Regions from separate parts of the Mus musculus genome. Here region 1 is linked to region 2. Evidence: chromatin contacts called from public promoter capture Hi-C data. All regions are on one chromosome and are shown on one strand. The core of a region is the stretch at or near the end of the contact, and the rest is flanking DNA. Distances in the headings are between cores, read along the strand shown. Region 1 holds the start of Fah (fumarylacetoacetate hydrolase). Region 2 holds the start of Arnt2 (aryl hydrocarbon receptor nuclear translocator 2).

The links. Capture Hi-C pulls out chosen DNA fragments and counts their contacts.
Region 1: a contact with region 2 is called in a promoter capture Hi-C map of pancreatic islet. The contact joins the promoter of Fah here to the promoter of Arnt2 in region 2.

The regions. Positions count from the first base shown.
Region 1 is chr7:84,603,880-84,608,206 of GRCm38.p6, reverse strand. It overlaps Fah (fumarylacetoacetate hydrolase), which reads left to right and starts at 2,265. Exons shown (of 14, transcript NM_010176.4): 1 at 2,265-2,564. The coding sequence starts at 2,484.
Region 2 is chr7:84,407,915-84,412,125 of GRCm38.p6, reverse strand. It overlaps Arnt2 (aryl hydrocarbon receptor nuclear translocator 2), which reads left to right and starts at 2,088. Exons shown (of 19, transcript NM_007488.3): 1 at 2,088-2,271. The coding sequence starts at 2,241.

The sequences.
Region 1 (4,327 bases), core at 1,016-3,515, 200 kb before region 2:
GGGGAAAAATGAACACCCCAACCTATCAGAAAAAACACTACAAAATTTATAGGCATTAGTATGCCTCAATAATAGCCTGAATTGTTAGGCATGATGATGCCCGTAGAAAGGTAGCCACAACTTTGAAACTAGCCTGGACTACTTAGTGAGTTCCAGAGCAGCCTCAGCACCACAAGGAGAACCTTGACTCCAAAAAACAAATAATAATAATGATTATAGCAATTACCTAAAGTAAATCATCTTTCTCAGTTCAAAGAGGTATACTTGTTGATGGGACTAAAAAACAAGATTCAACTGTCTCTTGTTTTCAAGAAATATACCTGTCTGGCACCACTCAGTTTACCAAATGAATAGAAGTAGACTTTGCTATTCTGATAATTGATAAAGTAGATGTCAAACCAAAACTAGAAAAGACTAAGGCACTACTTGTTAATAAAAAGATTACTTTACAGATTAATAAAAATCATAAATATAACAATCATAAGCATGCACTAAAGTTTGGATAGAGCTCTCCGTTTTATAAAACAAACACCAATGATTTAATAAGAACAGATTCCAATACAATTATCTTGGGTGATTTTGCTACGCCATTCTCATCAGTAGGTAGGTCATACAGACTAAAACTCAATAAAGTAGATTTAGAGTTCAATTTAGATTAAACCAACCTAACAAACATCTCCAGAATATTCCATCTGTATTCATTACTACTCTCATTGCTGTGACCAAATACTTGACAAGAAGTATTTAAGGGTGGAAAGATTAAGCTTATAGTTTGAGGCGATACAGGCCCTCCATACTAGGGAAGGGAACTAGGAGGGCATGACGCAGGGTTGGGGAGAAGGCTGATCACACTAAATCACAGCCTGGAAGCAGAAGAAGATGAATACAGCTATCCAACTCCATGTTCCTATCATTTATTCAAGGCCTCCAGTCCAAGAGGTGATGCTGCATACATTCATTTAACCTTTTGGAAACACACAGACACGTGGAGATGTGATTCCATGGTGATTCTAAATATGATAGTGAAGTTGACAATATTAAACATTACACCCTCCAACAGCCAGAAAGCACAAATTCTCAGCAGAGCTTTCTCTAAAATAGATCACAGTTTAGGCCATAAGTCATGTCTCCACAATACAAAAAAGAATTTAAATAACCCGTTTTTATTTTATCAGATTGTGTTTCTGAAGCATTTGCACGAACACGGCCCCAGTCTGCGGGGTACTCCCGTGAGATCTCACTTTATCATGGACGCCCACGTTTCTAGTCAGTAACTAGCCAAACTTCTAACATCTCTGGTCCCAGAGTCCATAGGTCTTCCTCCCGCTCTTTCATTTGGAAGTCAACTATCATTAACTAATCGAATTCTTGTTTCTACTGTGAAGTAGACCCCCTTCCCCACTAGTACTGTACGGAAGAAAGCACAGGCAGAACACCAAGACGTTAACGCAGGCGTGTCACACTTCTAGACGCTGGCTCCAACTCCATCTTTCACCAGTGCTCAGGGCAAGGTCTCTGGACCCTGACTGAGCAAGGCTACACAGGCAGATGAACTGGGGACAAATCCTCTGCAGTATCCAGTGACACCACAGGAGCCAGAGGCAGTCCCAGACAAAAGAATGGGGTCACTGGGTGGATCCCAATTTGCATTCTGGAGGTGGGGTCAGGGAAAAAGCTTGGCTCATAAGGGAGGCTGGGCGGTTTTGCAAAAGGGCGAGGCCTCAGAGATTATGGAAATAAAGCACCTACTGGGGCGGGGCTTTGGGTCTTGGGCATTTTAGGTGAGACCAATACCTGGATCCAGGTGCTGGACCCGGAAGGGGGAGGTTTAGACATAGGGGCGGAACGGTCTGACAGTTCCGGGATGGAGATGGGGGGGGGTGGGGTGAGGGGGAAAGGCAGGGCGTGGACACGACGGGATCTCGGGGGCAGGATGAGGGTGGGGTGACCCCAGGACTCCGGGCACATCTGGGGCGGGGCGAAGGCGGGAAGATCCCAGGGCTCCGGGCACATCTAGGGAGGATGAGGAGAATGTCTTGTATATCCAGACCGATGAGGCGGTCCTGGACTCGTAGAGGTCGCCCGAGAAGAAAACGGGGTGGTCTCAGGGCGGGTACCGGGTGGTTCCAAGGCAGGGGCTGGCCAGGAAGGATGCGGAACAGTCGAGAGGCGTGGGAATGGGGTGGCCCGGGGCGGGTGCTGGATAGTACGGAGGGTGGACCCAGGGTAGGGAAGGAGGGAAGGGTGTGGGGCGGTTCCGGGGCGGGTGCTAAAAGAATCACTAGGGTGGGGAGGCGGTCCCAGTGGGGCGGGTAGGGGTGTGTGCCAGGTGGTACCGGGTATTGGCTGGAGGAAGGGCAGCCCGGGGTTCGGGGCGGTCCCTGAATCTAAAGGCCCTCGGCTAGTCTGATCCTTGCCCTAAGCATAGTCCCGTTAGCCAACCCCCTACCCGCCGTGGGCTCTGCTGCCCGGTGCTCGTCAGCATGTCCTTTATTCCAGTGGCCGAGGACTCCGACTTTCCCATCCAAAACCTGCCCTATGGTGTTTTCTCCACTCAAAGCAACGTGAGCATCGATTTTTGGGCTCGGGAGCCGGGAGGTGGGAGTTCTGGTCAGTTTCTCCAGAGCCTCGGGGAGAGCGCCTGTGGCTACAGTGCCGCTCAGGACCCATAGCTGTGCACGTTACGGAAATTAAGTATATGTGGGTATATATGGGCCTGTGCAAGAACCAGAGCATAGAGAAATGGGAGCTATCACCCCTGCCTGGGCAGCAGGCCTAAGCGATTGTGACCCAAAAACGGACGCATAATTTCCTTACAAAACGCGGGTGGTCGTTCACTTCACTGCTTAGTCCTTAACCCTGTAACCTCGAAAGTACCAGCTGACTCCCATAATTTCGAGCAACTCCTCTGAGCACTTCCTGGCCTAGAAACTTCGGTCTAAGACACAGGCTTCTTTTACCTCTAACCTAAATTCTTTCTGCTCTAGAGTGAACTGCTAGGCATTCACTGAACTAACCACAGGTCTCATGGGGCAGGAGAAATGAACTTTGACTTGTACACATAGTCTGACTTGAAAGAAATCTTTGCAAATGGTTTAGTGGAGCTGAGTTATCTATCCTATCCTTGGGTGGGCAACGCATATCACTCTGAAATGTTTGTGCTATTTTCTGCTTGAGCTTTTGGGGGGAGGGTTGTTTGTTTGTTTTTGTTTTATTTATTTTGCTTGTTTATAGTGTTGATTCAGCTTTGTGTGTAGGAACTGTTTGCACCATAAAAGGAGTATGAATATCTTTGCCAGTACAGACAGGTAGCATTGTTCTAAAGTACTTGGCTGGCATGCACCAGCAAAAGGAAGAAAGAAAGGAAGTGGTTCCTGGCAGTGTATAGCTTTCTCCACATCTGTTGTCCTTTCATATCCTGCCTGTGCAGATTGCCTTGGTCAGAAGAGTCAGGTAATGCTTTCACAACCACCAGGCATGACTAGATGTTGCAAGGACACAGAGTTAACTTGTTGTCCTTTCCACGTTTGAGGTGTGTGGAGCCTTAACCTGAGCCAACCAACCGCCTTGTGGAAGTAGAATACTCCCTCTGGCCTCTTCTGATACTTTGCCCTCAGCAGACATGCTCTCAGCCTTTTCTGGGAATTCCAGTGGGTTAGGCAGGGACATTTGTGCAGTCAGGCACGTTGAGAGAACTGGACTAGGTAGTAAGTGGGTTGCTTTCCCAGGGGAATCTGAAGTTACTGTCCTTCAATAGTTAGAGACTTTTTAGACATCATACATCATCACCATTACTATCTTGGTTTTATTTGGGGGACTTGATGGTAGTGGTGGGTTTTGGGGGTTGTTGTTGTTGTTGTTGTTGTTGAGACAGGGTTTCCCTGTGTAGCCCTGGCTGTCATGGAACTAAATCTGTAGACCAGGTTTACCTTGAACTCAGAGATTGCCTGCCTCTGTATCCTAAGTGCTGGGATTAAAGGTGTGTGCCACCGTGCCGTTTCTTTTTTATTCGTAATAATAATTTGAGAGTTTCTAGGTACATTTTCCTGGACATGTCTAGGGAATGTGACCTATCAACAGGCGTCCCTAGCCTCGGGCTCTTACATTCTTTCTGTTCCCTCTTGGGTGATTTTCCCTGAGCTTTAGGAGTGTTACAGCTATGTCTTGGGGCTGGGCACCCCAGGATGATTTTTTTTCTTACATTTCATCTGTTGAAAAAAAAAAGTTTCTTTGATAGGTGAGAGATATGTATATTTAATTGGTTTAGGAAAATGGCAGTAGGAGGTTCTCCTCTTGGGTCTGTATTATCTCTCCAACATTGGGCAGC
Region 2 (4,211 bases), core at 839-3,338:
TCAAGGAGGCAAGAGATTCTCCCAAATTGTCATTTGACCCTCACATGAATACCATCACACACACACACACACACACACACACACACACCACTATTTACACAGTAATGTTCAGAAAATGGGTAAAGGACAAGAGCATAGTTACAAAACCTTATCAACAACCAAGCATGCCTGCTTATCTGTTTATGACACACACAGTGCTACAGTTTTATTTTTAGGGAGACTGTTAGTTACCTGTTTGAGGAACCAGTGAGCCACATGTTATGGCTAAATTGGTTACTAGACTGCTATGTATCTGTTAAGGAAGGAAACCTGATTGCTTTTGAGGTGTGTGGAAAGTTAGAGGAAAAGGAGAACTCAGCAGTGATGCTGTGTACTGTGCACATGGGCCAGAGCTACATGGACAGAACCAAGAAAAGACTCCACTAGATAGATATACCTGGATGGCGAGTCTGATGGGACAGAGAATGGCTGTATTTCCTCCCCTTGAGAAACTTCAGAGATTGGGTGTGGTGCTGCACACTTGTATCCAAGCACTCAGGAAGCAAAGGCAGGAGAATCTTACAAGTTCAAGGCTGGCCTAACCTATGTAATGAGATCCTCCATCTCAAACAAGAATATATGTGTGTATATGTGTAATGGATGCTTGAGAGTGTTGTATTTGGGGGACTATAGAAGAGAGACCGAGTCTCACTTGGTTTGTGGCTGGACATCAGGACCCTTCTACTTAGACACCTGCTGAGTTTCAAATTCCAACCTACATCTCTCCTCATTTCTGTCTGGGCCTCCCCTCCCCACCCACCCGCCACCCCTGCCCCTTAAGTAAATGCACAGTGTGTATTTTTTCCTTTGAAATGTCTTCCCTGTATTCTAGTCATTTCTTCAAAGGTGACTTTCAATGTCATCTTCTTTCTGTCCCTTTTGCTCAGCAGTGACCACATTTCAGGGGCTCTGTTTAAGCTTCAAAGAGCGGCTGCCCCAACTCAGGTGGTCTCTTGTGTCCTTCCTTCCAGCTCTCTCCTATCCAGGAAGCCCTGCAGCCCTGAAGGAGGTCAATCCTGTATGCTCAACACCCAGGTCTGTGCCGGGAATTCAGAATTTTCAGTGTTTGTCCAATTGATTTATTATTAGGGCAGTAGAGACAAACGCTTTTCCAAAGACAATGATGGTTTAAAAACATACTCCAATCATCATTTCCCTATCCTATTTCATGCATGCTTCTTTGGAAATAGTGTGGTATTTTTTGCAGATGTTATCAGTGTTAGAAGGCACAGTGCCTTTAATTCTGGCCTGGGGTGTGACCAGCCTTCCAATCTCACCTAATCAGGGCATCTACTGTGGAATATCACCTCCAGGAATCCCAGTGGCTGCCTGGAAAAACCACTCTTCAAGTATCCCGTGCTCTTATTTTACCAGCATACGCAGATGAAACCATTAGAAATCTTCTTAAAACCTCAGTATGGAGGTGTGAATAAGGCCCTCGAGAGGACTCTAATAAATGCTGACAGTGGCCATGTCCTCAAGAAGGCAGAGCTAGACACTGTCCTCAAAACCTCCCTGGCTTCTCTCCATTCCTGAGCCAAACTCTGTGCTGGAGCTGTGTGCCAGTGCCTTGGAGGGACGGTGGCCTTGGGCATTTCTGGGTGCCTCCCCTTAGGCCCTCTTCTGCAGCCCTAGCCAGGGTGCCCGGGAGCTCAGTGGCGCGGCCCTGGCATGCTAAGTGGTTGCACTGGGACGCCTTTGTTTCTTAGGCCGGTTGTCCTCTGCATCCAAATGGGTCCTTTGCTCACCCGCTCCTCCGCGAGGGGACAGCGCCTCTCGGCGATGTGTCCCTGATACCTGGGGACCCTACTAGGGCGGATAGGGAGTGCGCCGAGGCCTCTAACCTGGGCACCTGCGCGGACCCGAGGAGGGTCCCGCTGCCCGCTGCCCGCTGCCCCAAGTCTCGCGGTGCTACGGCTCGGACCCGGGAGCCGCGGGCCCGGCACCCCAGCCGCACCACAAAGGCTGAACCCGGAGGAGGCCCGGGAAAGGAGGAGCGCGGGTGCGCGCAGAGGAACGGGGAGCGCGCGGGGCGCGGGGAGCAGCGCGGGCAGGAGCGCGGGGCGCTCTGAGAGCGCGGGAGCGCGGGGAGCACCGCCCGCACCTTCCTTTGTGTGGCGCGGCCGCGGCGGCGCTGGCCCGCGCCGGGTCCCCGTCCCCGCCCCCGCCCCCGCCCGGCGCTCCGGTCCCTTCCCGGCAAGATGGCAACCCCGGCCGCCGTCAACCCTCCGGGTGAGTAGCGGCCCAGCCTCTGGCCGAGCCTGAGACGCGCAGCCCCGGGGTGGGGAGTGGCCGCTGCCCGGCAGCATCAGCACCGGCCGTGGCATCCTCGTTCTCGAATGGTGCTCAACCTGGTCCTGACGGCGCCCGCCGCTGCTGCGTGTAACTAGATGCTCGCCCGCGGGCTCCAGAGCCACAGGGGCCAGCGGATGCCAGGTGTCGCGCTGAGCGAGAGAAAAGTTTGAAGCGGGGATTCAACAGGGCAGAACTCCTGGGACTCTTTCGCCTATCGGCCCCGCCTCCCCCACGCTGGTCTTTGGCGGGGTTTACACCTGGCCAGTGTATATGTCCCAGTCCTTTCTGGACAGGAAAAGCCTAACTGGTAATAATGGCCTTCAGCAGCCCTATCCCTCTCCGATTGTCTGATGTCGCTGAAGGTACAGCCTGTGACCCTTGGACTTATGCCGTCAGATTAGAAAAAAAATGGAAGGAGTTCAGGAATGAGTGGGAGTGTTAGGCTCCTGTTGAAATGTGGCGGGGGAGCCCTATTGTCATTGGCAAAGTTCCCTGTCTATCATGCAAGGCTGAGAGGATAGACATGTGACTGCCTTCCCGCTCCCAAGTTTTAGGTTTTGTGTTGTATGCTTTGGTTCTGGAGAATCATAGGTCCCTGTAGATTGAGGCAGGGACGGTCAAATAGCTTAGACCCCGGGAAAGCTCAGTGGAAGAGGTCTTGTGTTGGGTGTGGCCCCAGATCAGGTGGAGTGAACTACCAGAGTGCTTATGAAAGAAGAATGTCTTCAGAGTAAGTTATGAGTGGAAGATCCCCTTTGTCCATGTTGGTCGGGGAAGGTTGAGGGGACTCTGGACACTTTAGCCTGAACTTGTAGAAGATACAGTTTGAAAACGCAGACACACAGACTGAGAGGCATTACAGGCATAAGTCATGAAGTCATGATGGCCATGCTCTAAGCATACACTGGAAGCCAGTGAGTAAGGTGTGAGAGGAAACAGAGGGACCTGACATTGAGTTGCATGGATGTGGCTAGGTCCAAAGGGCCATGGAAGACATGGACTGTGGCTTCCTCTTCCTACATCAAAAGAGAGTTTTAAGTAGTACTGAACGGAGGAGCCACATGATCACTGCTTTCCTGTAAGGTTGATTTGTCAGCTGTGGTGAGGTGATACAGAAGATAGGAAGACGAGAAGCAGGAACTGCGTGGAGAAGAGGCAGGTGCTGCAGGTCAGACTTAGCTGTAGTGGCCTGAACAGAGGAGAAGGAAAATACCAGGAGGCAGACAAAGTATGAGATCTGGCCTTCATTAGATTTGAGGTAAAGGCAATTGAGGAAAGCCAGAATAGACAGAGGCAAGTGCCTGTGGGGACAAGGAGGTGATGAACCTTTCTAATTCCCGTCAAGGAGGCTCACTAACTGAAACAGGCAGTCCTAGAAGAGGCGACATGGAGTCTCTGTCTGGAACACTGAGTGGGTAGATAGCTGGCTTGGAAACACGGCTGTGTCATTTTTGTGTTTTTTTTTTTAAACCACTGAAGCACTTTCAACCTATTCTGATACTTAGAAATCAATAGAAAATTAATACCTTAAACTGTAATGCGATTAGAAAAAGCAAAGGGAAATAATGAAGATGGTTGAGTCCGGAATCTACTGAGGAAAAGCACAAGCTCTTAGGTGACTTATGTAACTCATCTACCGTTATATCACTGTTGGGAACCACTTTGTCCAGTACATTGTTCTCTCTGCTATAGAAACCTTGGGACTTGGGAGGAGTGCTGTTAGTCACTACCTGGCCACCTTAATACATTGTGATATCCAGATCTTTCCTCAGTCAAAAATACCAGCAATTCTGAGCATTGTGAGAATCTCTCAAGGAGAATTTCTTGCACTGATCAGCTGCTCTATCGTCCACTTTTAACTGGTCCTCTCTGATGGC